Linked DNA regions of Zea mays: regions 2 and 3 are each linked to region 1. A link is a contact called in public Hi-C data. All regions are on one chromosome and are shown on one strand. Each heading gives the region's core, a stretch centred on a gene start, on an enhancer-like site or on the middle of the called end of the contact. The rest is flanking DNA. Distances are from core to core; before and after follow the strand shown. Region 1 holds the start of LOC100273132 (putative MATE efflux family protein). Region 2 holds the start of LOC103647128. Region 3 holds the start of LOC100283242 (40S ribosomal protein S16).

Region 1 (4,440 bases), core at 990-3,489:
GGTGTTGTTAGAGAGAATACGTACTGCAGATAACATATATATATATAGCATTAGTTTCAGTATATATATACTGATGAAACAGTGGTGGTAACCTGTTTTTCCCAGTCGGTCTTCAACGTTATGAAGAGAAGCACAACAGTCTGGACCAGCGTTCCGAGCAGCATGCCGATCCAGATGCCCTGCGTACGACGGTGGTGAACAGAGAACAGCCAAGGAGAGAGAGAGAGAGAGAAAGAGACCCATGCAGTACCTTCACATGAAGCCCCAGCGCGTAGCCCAGCACGGCTCCAAGAGGGATGCCGATGAGGTAGTACGAAGTGATGTTAACGTAGGCGACGACGCTCTGCCAGCCCGCGCCGACAGCGACGCCTGACAGCACTGGCTGGACGCTGTTGAGCAGTATGGAGAAGGCCAGCAGGGGCGAGAGGCCGGCGACTGCGTCCGCCACCGCCTGGCTGTCGGTGAATATGTAGGCGAGGCCTCCGCGGAAGAGGAGGAACAGCACGAACAGCACGGACCCGATGATGGAGGAGGTGGCCACCACGTTGTAGATGGCGAACTTGGCCCTCCTCGCGCTCCCGGCTCCCAGCTCGTTCGCCACCCGTACTCTGATGAATGATGAAGGCGTTGTGACTTGTAGTGAGTGTTGCTTAATGAAAATAAAAAGAAAAAGAAAGAATCTGGAGGTGGGTGGTTACCCGGTTGCCGCCAGAAAGCCGATGGAAATCATCATCTCCCAGCCGTTGATGTTGAGGCTGCACGTTTCATTCGCCGATACATATATAGTTAGCAGCTAGCTAGGACCTGTCCAGGATCTGTAGGACCTGCTGATGGCAACACAACACAACACAATGCGTAATCCCTACCATATTGAGAGGGCGTCCAGCGCAACCTCTGCGTTCTTCATGTACCCAGTGAGCAGCACCAGTATGGTGTTGTACCACAGCTCCAAACTGTAAAGCAGCGCAATTGAATCTGTATCACATGACCACATCACAGCGCTAGCCATAGGTGACGACTCTTCTCAATTTTACCAGAGCATGACGCCAGACGACAGCGACAGCCTGACGATGGCGGCGAGGTCGGCGAAGGCGGCGGAGGAGAAGCCGGTCCAGGTGCGCGGGCACCCGCCGAAGAAGACGAAGGCGAGCTGGCCGAGCACGGGGATCCACATGGCGACAACCATGGAGCCCATGACGCCGGCGAGGCCGAGGCGGAGCCTGGCGGTGGCCAGCCAGGACAGGAGCAGGTGGAGGCCGAGGTTCAGCATGGCCAGGTACGTGATCACCGCGTTCTTGCTCTGCGCCTGCAGGTACATCTGCAGCGTGAAGGACCACACGTAGGAGAACATCACGGGGATGTACCAGCGCGAGATGGTCCCGGCCACCGCCGCGATAGCCGGGTCCTGCCCCAGCGCCACCAGCAGCGGCTCCGTGAACAGGTACACGGGGAGCAGCGCCACGGCGCACGCGAACAGGATGATCCACGACCGCTGCAGGTAGATGCCCAGCATGTGGTACTGCCTCGCGCCGTACGACTGCCCGCACAACGTCTCCAGCGCGCTCGCCATGCCCAGCTGCAACGCAACGCAATGCAGACAGCAGAGCACGTCATTACGGTGTGTGTGCCGTGTACGTTACGTACTTGCTTGTGGTGTGGCCACAAATGAAAGGCTGCTACGTGACTGGTGGTGTGCTGTGTGTGGTCCGTGTCGTCGTCCCATGCAACTGTAGTTAGCTAGCAAGCTAGTAGATCTGAAGTAGACACGGAAAGGCTCACCAGGATGCCGTTGCTGAACCTCATGAGCACGGTGGAGACGAGCGCGTAGGCGGCCAGCTCCGTGGCGCCGATGTGGCCGATGAAGGCCTGGCTGATGACGGTGACGCCGAAGGAGGAGAAGCGCGTGAAGATGGACGGCCCCGCCACCACCCACAGCCTCTTGTTCTCCTCCCACACGCGCCGCCGCAGCGGCAGCGCCGACCACTCCGCCTCCGCCTTGCCGGCGCCAGCCCCGTCTCCTGCTGATGTTCCGTTGCGGTGCTGGTGGTCCGACGCCGCCCGTGGCTCCAGCAGCGGCGCCTTGTTCGTCGCCTCCTCGCCCCATCCGCCGCTGCTCTGCTCCTCTTCCATCTCGCCGTCGCCGGGGCTCTGTCTCTGTCTGCTTAGGAATCAAGAGGAGGTAGCAGTAGGGCAGTAGCACACGGGCGTTGGATGCCACAATAAGCAATGAGGAGCTGACATGGGTCCGTCGCGGCCGGGGTAGGTGTGGCATGCGTGGTTGAACGCGATGACAGTGGATCGGACGAGATTGCCCCCGCAGCTGTGGCGGTAGCTGGGTTGGTAGGGAGGGTACGACGGGCAATGAAGTCTTCCCTCCTCGGCTCCTCGCTAGATGGCCCCGCCGGCCAATCATCATCCTGACTCCTAAGGCCACACACGTGTATTGTTCCTCCTTTTTCCAGTCTAGGGGCGGCTGTGGCCCTCCTCAAGGCGGCCAGCCCGCAGGCCGCAGCACGCCTACCTCGTTTCCTAGAATTCTACACACATGCATCATACTCCCTCCAGTGCAGTAAAGGTAGTCGTTTAGGACATGATTGTGCATACCAAGGAGTGATTAATTATCATAGAGTTTTCCCTGTTTGCCCCTATTAAATAGGGATATGGGTGCATTAATGTCACTAAAACAATCAGGCTTGATTGGTTGCTGTAGCAGCTCCAAGGCATTCTAGACTGGAGGTCTCAAGTTTGATTCCTCTTAAATACATCTTTTTTTGTGCAATTACTAGGGGCAACAACGTCCAAATCTCAGACCCACGCGCGCCATGACTTCTTTTTGTGCACACTCGGTCACGCGCAGGATGACTTCTTTTACTGCACCGGAGGGAGTACATGGCCAGAGAGAGAGAGAGTAATACGTACGGAGTACGTACCTACGTACAACTATCCTATACCTAATAATAAGCTATCGACTTAGTTTGCCGATCAATCATTCGAATGAGCCGTAGAGACTCCAACTAACCCTTTTTTCAAATGCAACTGTAATCCATAAAAACAAAACATTGTAAAAACAGTAGAAATCGATACAAATTAAAGTCAAGCGAACAGGCTCTAAGGCCCTGTCCGCTTACTGTGTGACGCTTTCGACCTTCTTCGTTTTGTACGAGATTGTATCCGGAATCGTTCCGACTGATTAAATTTTATATAAATTAGAGAAGTAATCCAAATAGGAATTATTTCAGCCAACCAATCCATAAAAACCAAACAGGGCCTTCTTTGGAACCGTTCCAGCTGGAACCATAAGGCAAAACGCGCTCCCCGAGGTCGCGTAGGGTCGAATCACGATTCACCTGAGACCCCACTTATCGGCTGCCCAAAAACCACGTCTCGTCCAAGCCCATCCTCGAACAAAGGCCGTGCCCGCACGGATCCTCGACTGACCGAGGGCCCCGCCTCTGACGAGAAGCAAAAATCTGCCTCGCCCGAGGGCATCTCGGGCGAAGGCCTAGCCTCGAGCCCAGACTCGACCAAAAGTTCTCAGGAACCGCAAAATGTGCGCATTAAATGCGACTAGTACAAACACCTTCTCTGCCAATGACGCCGCAGTCAACAAAGGACAATGTGACCATGGTCCCATCTACTCTCACCGTTCACGATGACGCACGCCCACGAATATCGGGCACTGCTCCCCCGCTCCGGTCACTATTCTCAACAACTCCGGATGGGACATACGACATCTAGGCACAACCTTAGCCTCGGGAGGGAACTCCGCCTCGCCCGAGGTCGGCCTCGGCCTCAGGAGGGAACTCCGCCTCGCCCGAGCTCCGTGTCGGCCAAATGCCTTGGCAGTGGCGCATTAAATGCCACCAACTCCCCGCGAATCCCGCAGGAGACCACTCCGACTACTGTTCTGGCCACTCCCAGCATGACTGCATGTCCAGGCGCAAACCCGACCATAGCCTCAGGAGAAATCTCCGTCTCGCCCGAGCATGGCTTGGCCAACAACATCAACAAAAAGAACACCCGACACCACCAACCCTTTCGCAAAAAATGCTGACAACGGGATGGCTACAGAAACTATAGGGCTGATGTCAAGTTTGCTTTACACCATTTCGCATGAGATACATGTCGGATTACCATGCACTTTTCACCATACTAATCGCTATTTCAACCACTACGACTCAGACGTCTCGTCCATGGGATGGGCTCGGGTACGCATCCGAGCCCCGACCCTAGCCTCGGCTCTCTTCTTGGTCAAAATATGGATATAGGAACCAGACACCTGTAACACCCCTGGTGTTACTGTCACTAAAACTTGATCATAACATCATAAGCATTGGCATTGCATATGTTTGACACACCTAGAGTGCATTCACTAGGCAAAAATTTCAAACAAGTTGTATTGAGATGATATTTTGCAAATAAAACCCTAGAGTAGGGTAC
Region 2 (4,440 bases), core at 754-3,253, 320 kb after region 1:
GTGCCATGTGTCTGAAACCAGCTCAGAAGCATCTGTATCAAACTCAAGAGAAATTTCCATTTGCTCCCAGTGCTGTTTTGCTGCACTGTTCCTGGACTCAAGAGAAATTTCCACAACATTTTTCTTTCCATATTCTGTTACATAATCACTAATGTCAGAGATAAACTCAGCAGAATCTGGATCGAATTCAGGAGGAATTTCCAGAACTGGATCCACTGGGACAGTTGAGTGGTCCTGCTGCCAAATGGTTTAAATGGTCAAATAAAAATAGTAGCATCACTAACAAGTAACAACTTAGCACAAGGGAATAAAATATGAATGAAAGGTCTAGAAAGGACATGTCATATAAAAACAGCAAAGTTTTTTTTTCCAAACATCAAAAAATAGTAAAGTAAAATTCAAAGCAAAAGCTGGAAATAAAGGCAACATTTCTCCTTTACAAAGAGAAAGGAGTACTAGCCCAATATTTCTAAAAAAGCACATTTTCAACCTGACAATATTCTATTGAAAGAGATCATGTTGTGAACTCAGACAAACAAGTGGGCAGCATGATGGATCGATGGCATATGCATTGCAATAACACTAGAAAAAGAAAACTGCATATGCACACATAAATGTTCAAAAGTAATCTTTTTTTTTCGAGTTCATAGCTACACCAATGAATTGCAACAACAATAGCTTTAACACAAGTGATTCTCTAATTCTTACATGCTCGAGATGGCCAGGTGAAGAAACAACAGTGCTAGATTCTGACTGTGTAGTTTCATCCATTTGCCGGCACCCCTGTGTACAATAAACACTAGTAGTCACTCAAGTATTCATGTTGCCAGTAAATCGTGTGGCATGCATACGGCTGACCAAAGTACCAAACTACACGAACTATTTCACCAACCGCTCCGGTTGTTGACCCCTGGGATGAACAACTTGCATCAGTTCCCTTACGCTTCCCCTGTGAGATGTGTAAATTTACGAGTTCCTTTGAAATACATATATGCAGCATGTAAATAAAACATCTGACATTCAAAACCAGAGTCCAGAGTAGAGATACCTCTGGAACTGAATGCTGGCTCCTCCATGACTGCAGTTTCCTTGCCACACCCCTGGCTTCTGCATCGGTCTGCCAGATGTATAGCAAGACAAAAAAAAATTGAGATTAATTGGCATGGCATTCCCTGGTGTCAGCCAGAACCGGGTTTTGATGGATATAAAATCCAGATTGATTGTCAGTTACTAGTCTATATGTCAATATGTTATACTGCTATGGCCATAAATAGGAGTGGGGAACATGGAAAGTTGCAAGCACAAGCTACTACGAAGGGGAGAGCTTTTCTTGAGACGCAGTTTCCGAGTGAAGCGTGAAGCAGAGAGTTCACGCTACCTCGGAGCCCCGGTAGGTGCGTGCGACGTCGGCCACCGACCGCGCCCGCGAAGCCTTCCTCCCGCCGACATCGGCAGCAGAGTCCGCCACCGAGGCGGTGTGGCGCCGCTGCGGCGGCGCGACGGAGGCCGACCGCGCCCTCCCTCCACCGCCGCCGCGCCCCCCGCTCTTGAGCCGCGGCTCACGCCCCCTCTCCCGGCCCGCCGCATCCCCACGGCCGGAGGTAGCACCAGTAGCAGCAGCCGCCCCGGGGGGCGGAGATGGCGAGGCGGACGGGGAGGCCGCGGAGTCGAAGAGCGGGTTGGTGCGCGTGTTGGCGTAGTCCTCGTGGGCGGCGCGGGGCGCCGCGCTGACGGAGCGCGAGCGGGTGCGGCGCGGGCACGGGGGCGGGTCGGAGCGGGAGGTGGTGGTGGCGTGGAGGGCGCGGCGCGTGGTGGACTTGAACGCCGCCGACGCCATCCGAGTGCGAATCGGTACTACGGGCGGCGCGGGAGGAGGTAATGAAAAGCAGCGAGAGAAGACGGGAGGAAATGCCAAAAGGACGGAGCGGCCGGAGAAGTCGAAGCTGCTGATAATGGCGGTGGCGGGGGCGGGGGCTGGGTGCCTGCTGGCTTTGACCTTTGAGAATGACCTGTGGGGTCAGGTTACCAGCGGAAGAAAGGGGGTCAAGAAGGTGGGTGCCTGGCTGAGGAATGAATTGTGGGGTCAGGTTACCAGCGGGAGAAAGGAAGGTCAAAAAAAGAAAATTTTAAAATATTGGAGACGCGGGGGATCGAACCCCGTGCCTCTCGCATGCAAAGCGAGCGCTCTACCATTTGAGCTACGTCCCCTGGTTGTTAAAATGTCAGATTACGTAATAATGTTCAAACACGCATGATCAATTTCCATTTCATACCATTTGAGATAATTTTATTTGTCCTCGATGAGAAATAAAAGAAACTAGTTTTGTACGAGTTGCCAACTAATTGAGATCTTCTCCAGCTATATAGTTTAAGTTCTGCAAAACAAATTACTTGTACGGTTCTATTTTTAATGGAACATAAATAAAAGAAAATAGGTCCGCACTAGAAACGCAGAATGGAAACATGTATGTATATATGCAATGTGTTGATCAAGAAACTACCAGTTGCACTATAATATACCTGAACTATAAGACGTCCCAGCTCTGGTTAGTTGTGTACTCCAGTGAAAAAAAAAAACATTTCATGTTCGTTCTGCACTGCACTAATTGATCATAGAAATTTGTCGTTGTCGTTGATAACCAAGGCATAACAGTCCAGGGACCATCACAGGTACGTTTCCAGTTGCTTTCTGTCATTTGTTTCTCCGACGATCTGTTGCTTGCTAGCTAGTTGCACACCATGATCTGTTGTTGCTTCAATCTGCTTGCTATTAGCAGACTCAGATCAATCTGTGCATGGCTTTCATCACTTATGGCGCCGAACATTCACCAACTTGGGAAGTTGGAGTGCAGAGTAAATAAACTCAGAAACATCTTCAAGAAGAAAAAAAACTCAACAGATATGTCTCATGGGTGTTTGGTTAGAGGGACTAAAGATTAGTCTCTAGATTTTAGTCCCTTTTTTTGCCAAACACTAGGACTAAAATATGGAGTAAAATGATTTAGTCTCTAGTCCTTCACATAGGTGCTAAAAGAGACTAAAGGCCCATAATTATCATGTTGCTCTTACCTATCCCTCGTCTCTCTGGCACACCCGCAGCCACTCCCTTCCTCGTCTCTCGCACAGCCGCCGCCGCCCCTTCCTCGTCTCTCGCGCGTGACGAACGCAGCCACTCCCTCTTCTCTCTTGCGTGCGACGAACACAGCCACTCCCTCATCCTCTTCCTCTTCCAAGCCGCCGTCCACAAACGCCGAACGCAGTCGTCGACGAATGTGCGCGACCAACGCCCCCGCCACTCCCTCAACCTCTTCCAAGCCAAATCATCGATGGGCACCACAGCTTTCATGATTTTCTCTCCCAAGCCGGCTCATCCTCAGCACCGAGGAACCTCCCCATCCACGAAATGCCGAAGGACAACGAGTTCGGCCTCTTCTCCCCAACCCACTTGATTCATCCCTCATCGATGAACAACTCTGTGCTCTGGATTCGGATGAATCAACTCGATCTGAACTACCAGGGCACTGAGTTTCCCCGCTTCAGTTCGTATCAGCAAGTTCTAGAGACTGGTGAACCAACAAACAACCTAGGATTTTCAGATCCGTGCATTAGAACTGGCCGCACTCCATTCCAAACAACCAGATCTACTAGTGGAGGCAAGAGAGGAAGAGGAAACCCGCCTCTGGTTCATGGCCGAGATGCAACTAGAGGTATTCGTGGAGGAAGGGGGAGGTCCAGAGGTTTCGGAGGTGGGAGTGGTCGTGGTGGTTGAAAGGGAAATAGGGCCAAACCTTTTCCAATATGAATTTTGGTGGTTGAATTGCCCAACACAAAGTATTGGACTAACTAGTTTGCTCTAGATTATGAGTTCTACAGGTGCCAAAGGTTCACAACAAACCAATACAAGTCAAAAGAAAGGGTTCAAACAAAGGGAGCAAAAGACCACCGAAGTGTGCCCTGGTCTGGCGCACCGGACTGTCCGGTGCGCCACCGGACAGTGTCCGATGCACCAGGAAATCCAACTCCGAACTTGCCACCTTCGGAAATTCTGGGAGCCGCTCCGCTATAATTCACCGGACTGTCCGGTGTAGCACCGGACTGTCCGGTGTGCCAGCGGAGCAACGACTACTTCGCGCCAACGGTCGTCTGCAAAACGCATTCAATGCGCTACAGTGCGCGCCAGAAGGCGCATCGGACAGTGTACAGTGACTGTCCGGTGACCCAGAAGACAGTAGCTCCAACGGTCGAACCCTAACGATCGGGTGACGTGGCTGGCGCACCGGACAGTGTCTGGTGCGCCATGCGACAGACAACCTCCCAACGGCCACTTTTGGTGGTTGGGGCTATAAATACCCCCAACCACCCCACATTCATGTCATCCAAGTTTTCAGACTTCCTACACCTTACAAGAGCTACAGCATTCAATACAAGACACACCAAATA
Region 3 (4,440 bases), core at 776-3,275, 270 kb before region 1:
AGAGAAAGTTCAGGATCAAGACAAGGGAATATGGAAAATGTGTGGAGAGTTGCCTGGGCACGATTGCTGGCCTTGTCGCTTGCAATCCAAAGGGGTTGCTGAATTGATCCTAGGAATTGCCTCCAGTCCCAGGATGCATCAAATCATAGCGGAAAATACGTAATATATACGCATCATAACTAGAACATTTTGAAAAACTAAATAAAACTGTACCATTTTATGAACTGAACAAAGACGCCGAACTCGGTTCTCGGACAAGGTGCACAACCTTGAGTACAAGAGAACACACACCATCAGGAAAACATCATTATGTAACAAACAGCCAACAAAACAGAACTAAATTATGCGCACAAAAGAGTACTCCCTAGCTCTAATGAGAAGCGGAGTGCAGCCAAATTCTCTCTTCTCTCCAGTGAACAACGACTTGTCACTGCAAGAGAAAAACATGGCAGCACATCTCTAATAATACTACTATGTGAAGAAATAAATGGTGTCCCCTCAAACAGAGCATAATCCATAAACTAAAACTAGCTATTCCAATCAAATATCATATGAAACGCATCACAGCCATGTCTGCCAAGATTATATCATTCTGACTTTATGTTTACATGATCTAAATTAATAGGGTTGATTCTGCATTTTTTATCTACAAAACATATGGTTTTGCAAATTGAAAGTTAAGATTCTACGGTTGTGACAGTACATGTTTTAGAATCAGTGGTTTTAAGAACCTTGCATCACCAACCTCGCTACCAAAATGAACTTCCATAATCACCAAAGCAACTAAACTTTGGTAACAAAACAGAGAGTATATGCAGGTTCATACCATAAGACAGGCTGATCGATGAATAGATGAGCAATATTGACTTACCACTCAATTGTCACATTTAACATAAACTCAAGCTAGCAAATGGAGAGTGAAAACATTCAAAATTGTACTGTATACTTGCCTTCACTTAGATTTGTAGAGTTTAAAGACACATTTCCTATCAATTCCCTAGTGGATCAGAGCAACAGGTGCAAGTCAAGCAAAATCACTTTAGAAGGCATTGATACCACAAGGTTACTTTATCTATTACTACCAAAGTACCAAGTACCAAAAATGCAACTACTCTATCTATATATATAGTTGAGCAATTCATTCAACTGAATTAAACAGATTGGTACTACCGTAGGTGAATATAAACAGACAAACAGATACAAAGACAAATTGAAGGCAGCTGTTACACAACAAAACCATTAGGGGACAATATCATAATTCTCAATACTGGAATGATGAAAATCATAATAGAGGGACTAGCCAAAATAGTCTTCATAATCTCTCACATTAATTTCACATTGCAAACAAGGTTTCAGGCTAGGCATTAAAGTCTAAACATTATGGTAAAGCAGCAGCTAGATATAGAACCAGATAAGCAGATCCATTGATAGGAAATAAAGCGAAGAACACCCACAACGATCTGAAAAATCGAGATGGAGCAGGCAGCCGCTCAACGGTACGACTTCTGGAACCTGGCGCGGGCACCACGTCCGCCGAACTTCTTCGGCTCGCAGCGCCGGGGGTCAGCGACGAGGAGGGTGCGATCGTAGCGGGTAAAGATGTCCTTGATCTCCTTCTTGGCGGCCTCGTCGACGTACTTCTGGTAGTAGGCGACGAGCCCCTTGGCGACGGCCTGGCGGATGGCGTAGATCTGCGACGTCTTCCCGCCGCCGCGGACGCGGATCCGCATGTCGATGTCCTTGAACCGGGACCGCCCCGCCAGCAGGATGGGCTCGAAGGCCTTGAGGCGGAGCATCTCCGGTCGGATCAGCTCAATCGGGACGCCGTTCACCTTGATCAGGCCGCGCCCCGGCTTCGTGTACGCGACCGCGACGGCGGTCTTCTTCCGCCCGAAGCACTGGGCCGTGCCCGGGGTAGGGCGGCTCAGCACGGTCATGGTTGGGGTCGTGCGGGATTCGCGGCGGCGGTAGGGTTTTGGCGGCTCGGGGTGCCTGGAGAGAGAGTGGATTGGCCTTTATAGCCACGAAGCGTTTTGTCTGGTGCCGCCGCGGCTGTTAGAACGGTATGCGGCCCGTGGAGCGTTTGAGATCTAGACCAGAGTTGTTTTGGGGGCCCATTTGTGGTTAAATAAGATAATTATTGGGCCAGGCCTCTAGAGGCTCATGTCTTGTGATAAAAGGCCACATGGGAAAGGCCAGTCGTCTAGCAGTGTCGTGGTGGTCGGAGTCGCCGCCACTCCTCTACATTAATATGGAGAAAATTTTGGAATTGTGTTATTATGAAAAATGGGTTTCGCCACTGTTGAGGGTCTACCTTGCTGAATGTTCTCAAGACACCTCTTCTTCGATGTAAACTAATGTGTTTCAGGCTAAATTGAAGAATAGACGAAGCTAGCCTTCAGTCGAAGCAATGAAAAGAAAATTTTGTCCACATGCATACAAGCGACGAAGGCGCAAGCCAAAGTCGTTAGCCGACATGGAGAAAACTTCGAACGCAAAGTGACGAAGGAGGAGTACAAGACTTGTACAACAAGAAAGAAAGATAAAAGACAGCAATGTCATGTGTCATTTGTAAATCATGTGTGTAAACTTTATAGGCATAATTGTAATAAACTATGAAGTTATTCAACTTGCATATAAATAGATGAACAGTACCCTACATAAAGTACTTTTTGAGGGCCCTAGCTTCGTTCTTCTTAGCCTTTGAAGCACCTTTAAGCTATCTTGTGATAAGAAGTTGAAGGTATGTTTGTAAATGTATTTGATATGACGGAATATGGAATAAAAATACTAAGACATACGAGATGAGTCTTTTATGTCATTTTCTATCATCTTTCTATTTAAACATTGTTCTATTCACACCCTTCTTCTTACTTACGTCCTTAAGTTATCCCTTTGGAGAAGTGATAATTTACGAACGAAGGTTTGAATTTAACTTGTGTTGCGTTGTTTTCGATGCCATGTAGCAATTGAAAACGAGTATTCAACATTGGCACCCACCTCTGGTGATTCCACGACCGCAACAACCCCATCATGCCGCTGAAGAATACAGTGGCGACTGGCTCTATCCTTAGGACCTAGGATCCTAACCATGGGGATGAAGCTCTCCTTATGATGGTAAGGAATCAAAAGAGGAAGGCCATCAGGCCAGAACCGTAAGACGAGGAGCTTGATTGTGAAATCAACAACCTCGAATCAATCCACCACCGAATGGAGAAGCGCAAGGAGAAGGTGCTTCCTCTCTCTAAGCTTCAGAAGAAGATTAACGAAGCAACTGAAGAAATTTGTAACATTGAAAGTGCAAGATCAGTATAGTTACAAGGACCATAACTATGAGGGTCGTAACCATGACAATTTTCATCACGAGCCATTCAACCTCCAAGATTTCCTTTATGATGAAGCTTCACCACTGACACCAAAGTTACAGGCAACACCTTGGCCACCAATGTACAGACCTCTTACACTATGATGGTCTGTCTGACCTGAAGCAATTCCTCATGAGTTACGAAACTACCATATCTTCATACGGTGGCAACTCAGCAGTCATGGCAAAACCCTTTGTAATGGCGATCAGAAATGTGTCCTAGACTTTGTATTCATCGCTTCGGCCAAGGAATGTCACTTCATGGCAGAAGCTAAAAGAAATGCTTCTCACCAGCTTTGAGGGTTTTAGTCAAAGCATGTTACTACACAAGTCATGTTCCAGTGCACCTAAGATCCAGATGAATACCTTCATTCATTTGTCTGAAGGTTCCAACGTCTTCGGGTCTATGCGCCAGCAGTCCAAGATGACATCGTCATTGAAGACATCATCAAGGGGCTCAGGCCAGGATCAGTAGCTCAATATTATGCAAGGAAACCTCCACATTCTCTTGAGAAGTTGCTGCAAAAGATGGATGAGTACATAAAATCTAACAACGACTTTTGCCAAAGAAGAGAGGAGTTACACAGATACACCGAAGACACCAAGGGCTTCGAGGGAAGATTTCACCTAAGGCGTCTCCGAATCATCCATAACCTAGTGCAAGGTGAAGAAAAGATGACCCAATCTTAGGGTCAATCAGGCCAACAACAAGCAAGCTCTCAGAAGGAGCCTTCTCATGGCATGTTTCGTCCGCTGGCCCGAGAGAAGGACAGGGAGGCCGAAGCTTCGGTGGCAGGTCCAATGCACCTCCAAGAAAGTCGTTCTGCTTATTTTATGGTGAAGATAAGGCCCACACTACAAGAACTTGCCACCACACCATCAACATCTCAACCTTCTTAACTGAAGGAGGTATTTAGTACATCTTCGTACTGCTCACCGTACATTCCATAGTATGTACATCCTCAATCACAAGAGTCAAGGTTGTTTCAACCTTCGACCTCAAATACTTTGAGTAACCCTGTTATGAGCATGTGGACGTCATTTTCTACCTTCATCCAGGGACTACCCCCTCACGA

The links. A called contact is a pair of places that touch in the nucleus more often than the background predicts.
Region 2: a contact with region 1 is called in a Hi-C map of ear, with 3 times the contacts expected there. The contact joins the promoter of LOC103647128 here to the promoter of LOC100273132 in region 1. A contact is called at or near these places in 5 of 25 Hi-C or Micro-C datasets (ear, endosperm, leaf mesophyll and 1 more).
Region 3: a contact with region 1 is called in a Hi-C map of leaf, with 8 times the contacts expected there. The contact joins the promoter of LOC100283242 here to the promoter of LOC100273132 in region 1. A contact is called at or near these places in 10 of 25 Hi-C or Micro-C datasets (bundle sheath, ear, endosperm and 4 more).

What each region holds. Positions count from the first base shown.
Region 1 is chr2:153,847,416-153,851,855 of Zm-B73-REFERENCE-NAM-5.0, reverse strand. LOC100273132 (putative MATE efflux family protein) reads right to left here and starts at 2,239. Exons shown (of 7, transcript NM_001147579.1): 1 at 1,780-2,239; 2 at 1,035-1,576; 3 at 867-953; 4 at 699-755; 5 at 251-608; 6 at 93-179. The coding sequence starts at 2,130.
Region 2 is chr2:153,522,451-153,526,890 of Zm-B73-REFERENCE-NAM-5.0, reverse strand. LOC103647128 reads right to left here and starts at 2,003. Exons shown (of 8, transcript XM_008671690.2): 1 at 1,379-2,003; 2 at 1,049-1,117; 3 at 893-949; 4 at 709-783; 5 at 1-237. The coding sequence starts at 1,837. It overlaps TRNAA-UGC (transfer RNA alanine (anticodon UGC)), which reads right to left and starts at 2,208; the gene lies at 2,136-2,208.
Region 3 is chr2:154,119,326-154,123,765 of Zm-B73-REFERENCE-NAM-5.0, reverse strand. It overlaps LOC100283242 (40S ribosomal protein S16), which reads right to left and starts at 2,025. Exons shown (of 1, transcript NM_001291545.2): 1 at 1,291-2,025. The coding sequence starts at 1,937. The coding sequence ends at 1,491.